Linked DNA regions of Pelodiscus sinensis: region 1 is linked to region 2. The links are chromatin contacts, called in public Hi-C maps. All regions are on one chromosome and are shown on one strand. Each heading gives the region's core, a stretch centred on a gene start, on an enhancer-like site or on the middle of the called end of the contact. The rest is flanking DNA. Distances are from core to core; before and after follow the strand shown.

Region 1 (6,022 bases), core at 2,771-5,270, 240 kb before region 2:
TCAATAAACATGGCGTGTTGCCTTATCCCCCTGAAAAAGATCCCGGGTGCTTCTTTTAAGCACGACAGCTCCAGGGGATGTCGTTGGTCAGCACCAGGCTCCTTCAGGGGAAGGCAAGAGCGCATCGGGCCCAGGCGGGAGCTGTGCCCCCGCCCTGCCTGGGAAGCAGCCTGGCTTGGGGAGCAGGGCCACCAGGCAGCCAGGCAGAGCCCCGGCCCCAACAGAACCAGGGACCCAAGCAGGCCGGGTGGCTCCCAGCAGCCTCCAATCCCCCGGCTCCTGGCAGGGGGCGACAGTTTTCAAACTGTGGGGTGCACCCTCCACTGCACATCTCTGTGCAAATGGGGGAGCTGAGACCTGGGGGGCACGTGACCCTTTGTGTGCCCCTCCCCCCTCCAGGCATCACCTCTCGATAATGAGAATAACGAGTCTTCTGTGGGCCAAATCCCAAGGCATTTACCTCAGGAACCAGTCCCCAGGCGCTGACAATCAGGGTGGCGCTCTTGACTACAGGGTCCATCTGGCCCAGGATCCTGTCTCCCAACAGCAGCCAATGCCAGGTGCCCCAGAGGGAGTGAACAGAACTGGGAATCATCAAGTGATCCCTCCCCTGTCGCCCATTCCCGGACTGACAAACAGAGGCTAGGGTCATAATCCCTGCCCATCCTGGCTAATAGGCATTGATAGACCTAACCTCCATGAATTTATCTAGCTCTTTTTTTTGAACCCTGTTAAAGTCCTGGTCTTGGCAACGTCCTGTGGCAAGGAGTTCCACAGGTTGACTGTGCATTGCGTGAAGAAAACCTTCCTTTTCTTTGTTTTAAACTTGCTCCCTATTAATTTCATTTGGTGACCCCTAGTTCTTATGTTATGGGAAGGAGTAAATAACATCTTTATTCAGTTTTTCCACATTAGTTATGATGTTATAGGCTTCTATCCTATCATATCGCTGGGGGGGTGGGGGGGGGTGAGAGAAAAGGCTCCTGGGAGCTGAGGCAGGACTGAGAAAGGAGGAGGGAGAAGGCCCCCACACTTTGCTCCCACCCAGTGAGCCCATAGGCCAACCCCGCTCTGAGCCTGTGTGGTGCAGATGCTGGTGGCAGTGTGGGCGTGGATCAGGAGCAGAGTCCTGGCTGAGGAACTCCAGGGCCAGCCCCACCACTGCCTCTGCTCAGAGCTCTGTAAATGTCTCCCAGGTCCTGGGCAGAGGTCAGCCGGCCCCTGGGCTCCCCCATGCCTGTGGAGTTGTGGGGACCCACCCTCCCCACTAACCAGCCCAGCCCCTGTACTCAAGTCCTTCCCTGCACCCAGCTTATCACCCCCTTCTGGTCCTGCCCCAGCCATCAAATATCAGGTGCAATAATGGGACATGCAGCAGAAGGGACTTGCTGTGACATCAGCCTTTCCCAGCACAGATTCTCTCCACACCAGGAGTGAAGGGGGGGACACAGGGGTTACCTGACAGGTGTGACAGGCAGATGGGGTTCTAGGTGCAGGCTCCAGCAGGGCAATTGGATGCAGGGGTGCTCAGGGCTAGGGTAGGGACTTGGGGTGCAGGAGGGGGGCAGGGTTTCGGGATGTGGGCTCCAGGAGGGCCCTGCTTTCCTCAGGTGGCTCCTGGGTGGTGGTGCAGTGGGGCTAAGGCAGACTCACCCCTGCCCTGACCTTGCTCCGTTCCCAAAAGCAGCCAGCAAACTCCCCCCCAAGACCTGTTGTGCCCCCTCTCTGCTCTGGGAGACAGGACACAGAGTGGGAGAGGGGGCACCCTGACATAAGCACCCTCCTCTCCCTTTCCTGCCCAGTAAGCAGGGGGCTCCTGAGGGGACAGTCCAAGGCAAAGGGCAGGAGAAGCGCAGCCGTGGGGGGAGGGCCGCTGAAGTGCTGGCACTTGATCGCCTCTTGGTCAAACCCATCAGGATCATCCCTCAGAGGCTCCAAGATCGACCAGTCGATCCCGATCGACTGGTTGGTGACCACTGGGCTAGAGAAAGGCTCTGAGGCCCCGCTCCCACTTCCTTTACCCAGAGCTGGAGGGCTCCTCTTCCACTCCCCTGTGTGGCAGAGCCCCTCAACCACAACTAGGCGGGGCCCAGGACTCCTGGGGGGCTCGACCCCCAACGTTGAGGTCACTTAGCGCAGGGGCTGGGTGTCCCCATTCTGGGGTCCTCTCCCTGTACCGGAGGCTTCCCTGCCCCCCCCTCCCCTGCTCATCACTGATAGCTCACAGCAAACACACCCAGCAATTTTTAAACATAAAAACCGGGAAGGCGAGAGGAAAACAGGCCACCCTGCTCTGTGGCAGGGGACGTCACACCCAGCCCTGGAGGGTCAGGGCAGTTCACAGGCTGCTCCTCACATGTCCCAGGACTCCTGCCAGGCCCTGGCTGTGCCGCCGGGCTGCTGCAGGTGGGACACTCGCTCTGGCCTTCAGGCTCAAGGGGGCAGGGCCCTTCTCCCCAGCGGCAGCCCCACAGCTGCCTGTGAGGCCACCTAGCTGAGGGCATCTCCCTGGGCTGGGCCCGGTGCCCAGAGCCCCCCTCACCAGCCCCAGTTCCAGGCTGCTCCAGTCCCAGCTCAGCTCTCTGCTGGGCTGCCTCCGGCTGCTTCTCTGGGCCCTCTGGCTCCGTGGCTGCAGCCCTGCTCCCAGCAGGGACCTGCTCTAGGCACTGTCTGGCTCTCTCTGGCTGGCTCCACTCAGCTCCCTCCTGAGCTCAGCCCCACTCTGCCTGAGCCAGGCAAATCCAGCTCACCCAGAGCACAAGACCCCTCATTAGCCTACCTGGCCTGCCACACAGGCTGACGGGGAGCGCTGTCCTCTCCCCATCGCTCCTGGGGACAGTCAGTCACAAGGTCCTGATTTCTCATGGACCTTCCCCCTCCTTTTGGTACGGGGGCCAGCCAGCCCAACCTGCCCTCAGGGTTTCCGCAGGGGGCCAACGCTGAACGTCCATTCCTCTGAGTTTCCCCATTTCTTGTTGTCCCGCCAGCCCAGCTCGACTTTTCCATGCCTACCAGATGCCCACAGTCACAATAATACACCCAGTGCACCCGCTGCCTCCATGCTGCTAGCATCCAGGCATAGGGTTGCCAGGTGTCCGGTATTGACCCGGACAGTCCAGTATTTTTACCTCCTCTCTGGTAAAAAAAATTCAGAAAATATTAGATGCCTAAAATGTCCAGTATTTTCTGATCATTTTCCCCTGCCTAGAGGCGACAATACCAGGCACCTGGCAACCCTACTACACTCAGCAACCAGGCTCAGCCCCCGGGTCTCCCCCCGACCAGGGCTTCCCGCTTACGTGGTCCCACCGGGGAGCTGTCTTCTGGCTGGGGGCACCAAAACAAGATGGCCACTGGCCAAAAAAAAGCCTCAAAGGGCCTTAAAGGGGTCATGCTGGTTTTTTAATTTATTTTGTAGCTTACTAACTGTCAGGGTCCTCTCAGGGGTGGCTTTTTTTCCTCAACAAGTTTGGTCTCCCCCCTTTTTTTCCTCAACAGAATTTTTTTCCCTTGTTTTTTTTTGGGGGAGGGGGGAAGAGGGGCGGTTCGGTATTTTTGGTTAAACCATCTGGCAACCCTATCCAGGCTGGCTCTTGCCTGCCTTAGCATAGGTGGGTCCCACTGAACGGTCGCACAAAACGGCAGTCCCTGCCCTCGCAGGCCTCAAGTTAAGGTGCGTTTTTCTCAAGCCCCCATTGGAGGAAAATAACCCAATTCCTTGCACACTTACCTACGAGGGGGGTGATAAACTGCACCCTCATTGTGGCTGCTGCCTTCTCCTGCCAGGCAAGGAAACTGCACTGATTTTATCCTGTTCTCCTCTAGCAGAGGAAGTTTGCTGAGTGGCAGTTTTTTCTGCCACTTCTTTATCACGGTGTTTCAGCTCAGCGCTGTTCCTCTTGCAACAGACCTGTTCCTTCTGCCCAGGGTGATCTCTGGGCATCTATCACATGTTTATTAACAGTGTCCCCAAATAGCAGCCCTACTATTAACAAGAAACACAGGGGAAGTTGCAGTCTTGTCTATTTAGGAACTGAAAGTGGGGTGGGGAAGGTGGGTAGGGGGTTGGCCTTTGCATGGGTCTAGGAAACAGGATGCCTGGGTCTCTTCCTAGCTGGGGGGGTAGGAGAGAGTGATCTAATAGGTAGAGCAGGAAAGGAGAATTGGAACACCTGGGTTCTCTTCCTAAGGCAGCACCACTCAGTGGTTAGATAACAGGCATCAATATTCAGTCTCAAGAAAGAAACTTCCATTTGATGGAGGACTTCATGACTTCAACATTTGTTTTCATTCCACTGAGGAATTAAACTTCCAAAATTCTCTGTGGAAAAAAAAAGTCAGAGGGGAAAAAAAAATGGTTTTGGGGTTGAGCGAAATGTTGCCTTTCAGTATGGGCTTTTCATCTCCCTTGAGCCTTTGAAAATGTGACCTGGCATGACACCGCAGCCTGTCACATCAACGCAAACGTCAGAAGGCGAGTCCATTTGGAAAAGAAAACTCGCACCGTCTGGCTCCGAGCACGTTAAAAACGAGACCTTGTCGGAACTTCCTTCTTCCCTGGCCCAAGACAAAAGTGCAGCAGAGTCCAAACGCTTCCGTTCCGAGGGAGCTGTCCCATTCAGTTCTTCCTTGGATTCTAGTCCAAGGCAGGGAGGGAGGCTGGGGACAGGGTGGTGTGATAATTTGTGTACGGTGTGTGAATAGGGCGCTGTGGCCCGGGGCTCTGGTTCCGCTGGCTGCTTCCCCAGGAGGGCAGGGGACAGGCCACCTAGGATACCCTCAGATACTGGCACCAGCAGTAGCCTCCTCCTCTTCTCCTGCAGGCTGGTGCCTCCACTGGGCGAGGTGGCTGCATCCACCATGCACAGCCTGCAGCGTCGGGAGATGCCTCAGGTAGAACACACCACCTGGGCAGGAGGGACCAATAATAAAGTCCAGGGCCATGTGCGGGGGGAACTGACTGCACACACCTCCCTCTAGCCCTGCCTGGCATCTCTTCCCAGTTTTAGGAGGGGAGTAGTACCTAGTGGGGAGAGCACATGGTTGGGACTCAGGGAAAGGAACCCAGAAGCCCCGCTGTGGGAATATACTCTAGTTATCCGAGTGGGTCTCTTGGGGTGTGTTCCTAACGCCGAGAGCATGATCGAGAGATCCCACGATGAGATTGGGACTCAAGTGGTTTACTTGTTAGTCTCATCTCAGCCACTAGCTTGCTGCGTGGGGCAAGTCGCCACTACTCTGTGCCTCAGTTTCCCCTGCTGTGAAATGGGGCAATACTAACTGAGAACAGTGTTCTGATGTCTTTGGCTGCGAGGCACCAATATAACAGCATGGCTGGGGTGTTGTCTTGCCTGAGCAAAGAGAAGGCTCTGTGGATGCAGCCAGAGCTAAGGGAAAGGGGGGACAGCAATGGACAGGGGAGGGCCTGGTGCGGCAAAGCCCTACACGCAGGGTGTGGATTCCAGGGGAGGGGCGGCTGAATGGCGTTGTAGCTCAGAAGCCTGTGGTTCCGCCGGGACGTTTTCCACCATCATTGGGCTTCTCTCTGAGGACACGTTGCTAAGAGCAGACTCCACAGATCGCTGCATTCTGTGCCCAGCTGCGTATGGCCTGGCTAGTCTGGAGGGCGACAGCTGTGAGATGTGAGCGCTACCGGCCCCGGAGAGCCAGACCGGGGGCTGAGCAGGCAGGAAGCTGTGAGGCAGGTGACAGGATGGGGAGCAGTCCCTGGAGGTGCAGGCACAGCCAAGAAAATGGCCATTGCAATTGGGTTCAGTCCTGGAAGGCAGGTCCGGCCCCGGTTTTTCTCTGCTGGGGAAGGGGGAACCAATTCTGTAAAGTCCGTGTGCGGAGCCAGGATCAGGCCAGGAGGGGACCAAGAGGTCAGCAGAGCTAGAGCAAGAAGCTTCCCCGCACCCATGAGACTGGGGAAGTTGACAACACAGGGAGCGTCCCACTTAAGAAATGTGCTGAGTTGGTCACAGGCGCAGCATTTCCCCTGGGTCACGGGCCGAGACGTGGA
Region 2 (6,186 bases), core at 2,492-4,991:
CTTGGTCATCACAGCCATCCCGTAGCAGCAGAGCACAAAGTCAGCTGTGATGCATTTACCTCAGGTCACCTGAGGGCTAATGCTGCGAACACAGGCTGCGAGAGCCCTGCCTGGCTGGGCCCCATGACCGCGCCTTCACACAGAACCGGACGTGAGGGTCATTCCATAGCAGAGCAGGGAGGGACCTTACTGCAGCAAAGTTCAGAAGAAATGTCGGGTTCCTTCTCTTCTGAGAACTCCTCCGCTCTGAGGTGGACCTGGAAGGTAGGGAGATGAATGTCTTTCCCCCTCCCCGGTTTCTCAATAGGAGGCCACATCTATGAGAGGGGTTTTTGGGATAGTGAGGAGTTTTTTGTTTTTTCAGGTTTTTATTGCTTCTCACTTGTATGTGGCCTATGATTGATTTTTCTGAGGGTCAGCGACCCCCCAAAAAAGCTCCTCCTCCCCAATTTAAATGATCAGAGCTGGGAGAAGTGGTAGAGACACTGTGGCACAGGCTTGCCAGATTCCTTTGAGCCCTCAAACCGTGCCCACAGGATGTGAGTGGAGAAGAAAGAAGTGGCTAAAAAAGTGGCAAAAATCTATCAGCCACTCACCACCGCTAAGGCAGGACGCTGTTGTGAAGGCCACTTGAAGGGAATGAGAGTCACATTGCAGGATTTGTGGATTTATGAATTCCTGGTTCCTCAAATTCAGTCTCTTGCCACCCCTTCCCCTTTTTGTCTTAAGCCCCTGGAGAGGGGCAATATTGCTTCTTCTTCGAGATGTGTTGCTCATGTCCATTCGAATAAGGTGCGTGCATGCCGTGTGCCTGGTTCCCGGAGCCTTTTTTCCCCAGCGGTACCCGTTGGGCTGGCAGGTTGCCCCCTGGAGTAGCGCCGCTATAGCGGAGCATAAGTACCCCTGCTGGCCCTCCCCTTCCTCAGTTCCGTCTTACTGCCTGTGGGGGTCATTGAAGCTTGCTGTCTCCTGCAGATCCCAGCTAGTTTTTCGTTGCCTGTTGGCTGTTCCTGTTGTTAAAGCGGCGAGGAGTCCTGTGGCACCTTAGGGTATGTCTACACTACAGAGTTAGTTCGAACTAACGGACGTTAGTTCGAACTAACTTTCATAGGCGCTACACTAGCGCTCCACTAGTTCGAACTTAATTCGAACTAGCGGAGCGCTTAGTTCGAACTAGGTAAACCTCATTCTACGAGAACTAAGCCTAGTTCAAACTTACTAGTTCGAATTAAGGGGTGTGTAGCCCCTTAATTCAAACTAGTGGGAGGCTAGCCCTCCCCAGCTTTCCCTGGTGGCCACTCTGGCCAACACCAGGGAAACTCTATTGCCCCCCTCCTGGCCCCGGACCCCTTAAAGGGGCACGGGCTGGCTACAGTGCCCGTGCCAGAACTTTTCTGTATGCACCCTCTCCACCCAACTCCTGCTTTTAGAGGCCTCTATCCTGTCCCCCCTCCGTCTCCTCTTTTCTAAGCTGAAAAGTCCCAGTCTCTTTAGCCTTTCTTCATATGGGACCTGTTCCCAACCCCTGATCATTGTAGTTGCCCTCCCCTCTCCCAGCCTCTCTCTTCCCCTCTCCCACCTCCTTTTCCCAGTCTCCCCCAGTTTTGTTCAATAAAGACAGATTCCATTTTTGAACACAATTGTCCTTTATTTTGTACATCAAGAAAAGGGGCTAGGGAAGGGCAAGTGGAAGGAGGTGAGGGAGGAATGGGGTACGAGCCCCCGATGGGGAGGACTGGGCTGGCTCTGCGGGCTTCTGGTGGTGGAAGCTCTCCTGCAGCCCCCCAATTGCCCCCTCTCCCCAGATGGCAGCCTGCGGCAAGTGCAGCCGGGCTGATGGCCGAGTGCTGTGATGTGCCCAGTGTGGGCACTCCGGGCACTCCAAGCCAGGACTGGTTTTCAAGCGGGGCACCCCTGAGAACTGTCTGTCCGGGGTGGGGGTCAGGTCCCTTTAAGCGCAGCCCTCGGCTAGCCTGAGACAGCATCTCTACGCTCTAAGTCCTCCTCTGATGCCCTGCCGGCACTGCTTCCGGCCATCCTTAAGCCCGGTTCAGGGTCCACTTAATGTGGACATGCTAGTTCGAATTAGCAAAACACTAATTCGAACTAGTTTTTAGTTCTAGTCGCATTAGTTCGAATTAGCTTAGTTCGAATTAACTAATTCGAACTAAGTTAGTTCGAATTAGCGCTGTAGTGTAGACATACCCTTATAGACTAACTGAAGTGTAGGAGCATAAGCTTTCGTGGGCAAAGACCCACTTCGTCTTTGCCCACGAAAGCTTATGCTCCTACACTTCAGTTAGTCTATAAGGTGCCACAGGACTCCTCCTGGCTTTTGCAGATTCAGACTAACAGGGCTACCCCTCTGATACTTGACACCTGTTGTTAAGTAGTTATAGTTGTTAAGTGGTTGTTAAGTACTTCATAGATACAATTTTACACTCCCCCCCTCCCATGCGGGGAAGGGGGTGGGGGAGGGGAACAACAGTGATGCGAGGCCGGCAGGGCTTCAAATTCTGTGCGGCTTCCACTAAGCCTATGCCTATAGGAGACCCCTACCGCGAATGCCTCCAGTGCATGGGGGAGTCTCATCTCACAGGACTCCTGCAAAATCTGCCGGGGTTTTTAGCCTCGCACCAAAAGAGAGCATGATTCACACCTAAAGCTGCTCCTGATGGAATCGGCACTTCAAGGGGAAGCTTCAGTGTGTAGTGCACCGGCATCCGTGCAGGACACCCATTCCGCCCTATCCCACACCACGGCACCGAGGAAGTCAGCGCCAGGGCACCGGTCCCAGTCCCCGGCACCGAAGAAAGCTAAAGACTCTCTCCACTCTGGAGATGTTTGAGCAGCCTCAAACATCTCCATTTTAAAAAAAAGGAATAAGGGATGTTTCAGAAAAGGCTTTATTTTCCGAAAGATCCCAGTCTAGACTGGTGCTTTTTTCCGGCGAAGCCCCGAGCCGGAAAAAAGTGGCAGCCATGTTTATGCAAACGAAGTGGGGGGATTTAAATCCCCACTTCATTTGCAATTGCGATGTGTCTAATTTGCATCCATTTTACAGAAAAGGGATGCAGTCTAGACACAGCCTTAGTCTATAAGGTGCCACAGGACTCCTTGCTGCTTTTGCAGATTCAGACTAACACAGCGACCCCTCTGATACCTATAAAGGTTGTGAATCATAATCTATGGGGAGGAGTTTGCAAGTGCTTTGGACCACAAGCTAAAGACCAGTGGACAGTGTAAAACTCCACCAAAAAAGCAAAAGTCAGTGCTGGAAGCAAGACACAAGAAGCTGTTTCCTGTGCTCTACTCTGTGCTGGAGCCCTGTGAGAGGACTGAGACATGATGCCAATGACTGGGTCTACAGGAATTTGCTAGATGGGGAGTGTTTTACAATAGCCATTCCTTGCACTTCATAGGCATGTCGCTACTGCCCGCAGGGCTGCGCTGCCTTTGGTAGCAAGGTCTGACACTAGCAGCTGGTTACACGCCTCCCTATCAGTAGCTCATTGCTACAGGGAGCAGCTCTGCGGGGAAAGGGGCGGGGCCTCTCGGGGGGGGGGGGGGAGGGAGGGAGGAGGAAACTTCGCTCGCTGATTGGGCACAAAGTCCCTCCCCCCTCCTCCCCGCCTTCCAGGGGCGCGCGGCGCCTGGAGGAAACCGCCAGCCGTTTGGAACGGTTGGCGGTTCCCTCAGGCGCCGCGCGCCCCTGGCGGGGGAGCGGGAAGGTTCGCGCGCGCGCGCTCTCGGCCCCCCAGCCAATCAGCGGCGGGGGAGCGCGCCGAGTCTCCCGCCCCCCGCCGTGCCTGAGGGCTTGGCCGGCGGTGCTGGGGGGCGTCGTGGGTCCCGGGGGCCGGGGGCTTGGGTCCCAGGGTGGGTGAGTTTCACAGTCCTCGCTCAGGCAGGGTCCCACCGCGTAGGGCTGGGGCTGGTGTTTGGGGGCCCCTCTGAGGGCCCTGCGCGGGGGGCATCTCCCCCTGCCCCTCCCTTCCTATAGCGCAGGGGTGATCCCAGCGATGGGCGCTTCCCACTGCTGGTGCCCCTGCCACGGGTGCTGAAATGCCATCTGCTCGCGGCTGGGAGATGGGGGGGGGGCAAAGGGCCCTGATCCAGGGGGCTGTGCAGAGGGCTGGGGGTCAGGACTCCTGGGATCTATTTCTAGCTCAGGGAGGGAAGTGGGGTCTGGGGGTCAGGACACCTGGGTCCCATTCCTGGCTGTGCCATTGGCCTGCTGTGTGACCGTGGGCAAGTCCTTTCCCTGCCCCGTGCCTCAGTTTCCCTCCATAAAGTAGGCAGAACTATGACCACCTTCGGGGAAAGAAACCCTACAGGGCGCTTGGCTTGTCAGTACTCGCTGAGTCCGGTCAGCTGTTCCATCAATGCCTGAGGTCAGCTTCAGTCTGTTTGGGGCAGGGCCATCTTTGTGGTCCCTTTGCCTTGCCATGGCCCCTGTATAGGGTTCCAAGACACGGCACCTAAAGTAATGTACTGTTCCCAGCATATCTTCACCCGTCTGAGGCTCCAAGGTACTACCGTAATATACCTAATCATGTACAGACCCCAATATTTTAGGGTCCTAGTTCTGTCCCACGAAGCTTCACTTTGGGGAGTTGAGGAACGCTGGCACCACTTGCTGGAGGAACCAGAAATTCCTTTGACTTGGTAAAATCCATCCTTGCTTATTTCCTCTTTAGGAGCTGGTAAAACACAACCTGGAGCCAACAGAGAAGGAGAACTTGCGGCTGGCGCTGGATGCCATGCAGGTGGGGCTGGCTCAGTGTCTCCCGAGCCCTGAAAGCTTTTGGGATGATCGTGAAGGATTCTAAGTGAGGCTGAAATTTTCCACAGAGTGGAAATTCTGAAAAAAACCGCAATTGATTTGGAAACATCTCAACGACTCGAGGGCTTGTGGAGACATGGAAATGGACCAAGGTACCTATTCTGGAATATTTATTTTAAATAGGTAGTGTCTACACATAGAAGTTTTCTGAGCTAGCTATTCCGGAATAATTGTTTTATACCCATAGCAGAGGGGTCAGGAAGGAATTTCCTTACTCTTACTCAGCACTCCTGACTAAGCCAGGTGTGATGGTGACCCCTACTGGTGATACCAGGCACTGCAGCCTTCAAGGAGACAAGGGTTTGCTCTGTCTCAATGAAGAATCTCCCTGTAAATTCTGCTAGGGCTGCTGTACTCCAGGGGACAGGAATACTATAGGCCCATCCTTCCAAAGCTGTGGTGCATCATGGGAGATGCAGTCCAGTTGTAAAGCCTGGTCCAGAGCGGAGAATGTGGTAACTGAGCTACCATTCCCACTGGCTGGTTGCTGGACTGGACGGATCCCTGATCTGTGCTGTGTTGGGACTTCTAACTTTGGGGCACCTGTAGGAAAGTCCCACTGGCTCATGAGAGCTCAAGAATTCAGGAGAAAATAAGCCCTTAACATACCATCCTCCATGCAGAAAGCAAAGGGGCCCTGCCTGGGGACTGTCTCTCCATCCCCCTTCCCATAGAGCACAGGGAAGATGCACTGACCCCAACGTGGAGAAGACATGTTAGTCTGTGTTTGTTCATGTGGCAGGTGGCAGGAGCACTGGGCACAAATGCTGCCACATGGCAGATGCTGGCTGCAGGGAGCCAGCTCCTCACCAATATCCTTCTCTCCTTAGGGCTGCCCAAAATGAAGTGTGCCAGGGGTTTTATGGGCTGCCCCTGCCAGCCACGGCATTTGGCCAGTCGCTGCAACTCAGCATGGGGGACATCGTGGAGCTGTGGAGACACGTTGCATGTCATTTCCTGCGTGTACACTCCCTCTGATTCCCACCACCCCATAACTACATCACTAGACCCATTGCCGGAGGGTGAACCACATACAGCGTAGAAATCAAACACATCAAGATCCTAAGGTCAGAGACCTTGTAATGCATCACAGAGAAGAAGGCATTCAAAGGACTCAAAGTAATGATTGCGCCAATCTCTCACCCACTGACTCAACTTCAGCTTCACTGCAAGATCTCCCGCCACTCCCCCTAGCGTAAGATCGGCCACTTGGATCACAGCAAGACAGTGTGGTATAGTTGCTAGAGCAGGACAGGCTAGCCGCCAGGACTTGGGCTCTGTTCCCAGCTCCAAAGGGGGGTGAGCTTGGAGGAGATTGCTGGTAGTCAGGACTCCTGGGTTCC

What was found. Hi-C and Micro-C count contacts between places; a contact is called where the count stands out from the background.
Region 1: a contact with region 2 is called in a Hi-C map of blood, with 12 times the contacts expected there. The contact joins the promoter of LOC102458375 here to the promoter of LOC102463292 in region 2. A contact is called at or near these places in 3 of 5 Hi-C or Micro-C datasets (blood and liver).

Annotation. Positions count from the first base shown.
Region 1 is chr19:11,793,684-11,799,705 of ASM4963464v1, reverse strand. It overlaps LOC102458375 (adhesion G protein-coupled receptor E1), which reads right to left and starts at 4,020. Exons shown (of 19, transcript XR_012896649.1): 1 at 3,731-4,020.
Region 2 is chr19:11,549,484-11,555,669 of ASM4963464v1, reverse strand. It overlaps LOC102463292, which reads left to right and starts at 3,741. Exons shown (of 45, transcript XM_075902263.1): 1 at 3,741-3,880; 2 at 4,698-4,766; 3 at 4,852-4,935; 4 at 5,674-6,186.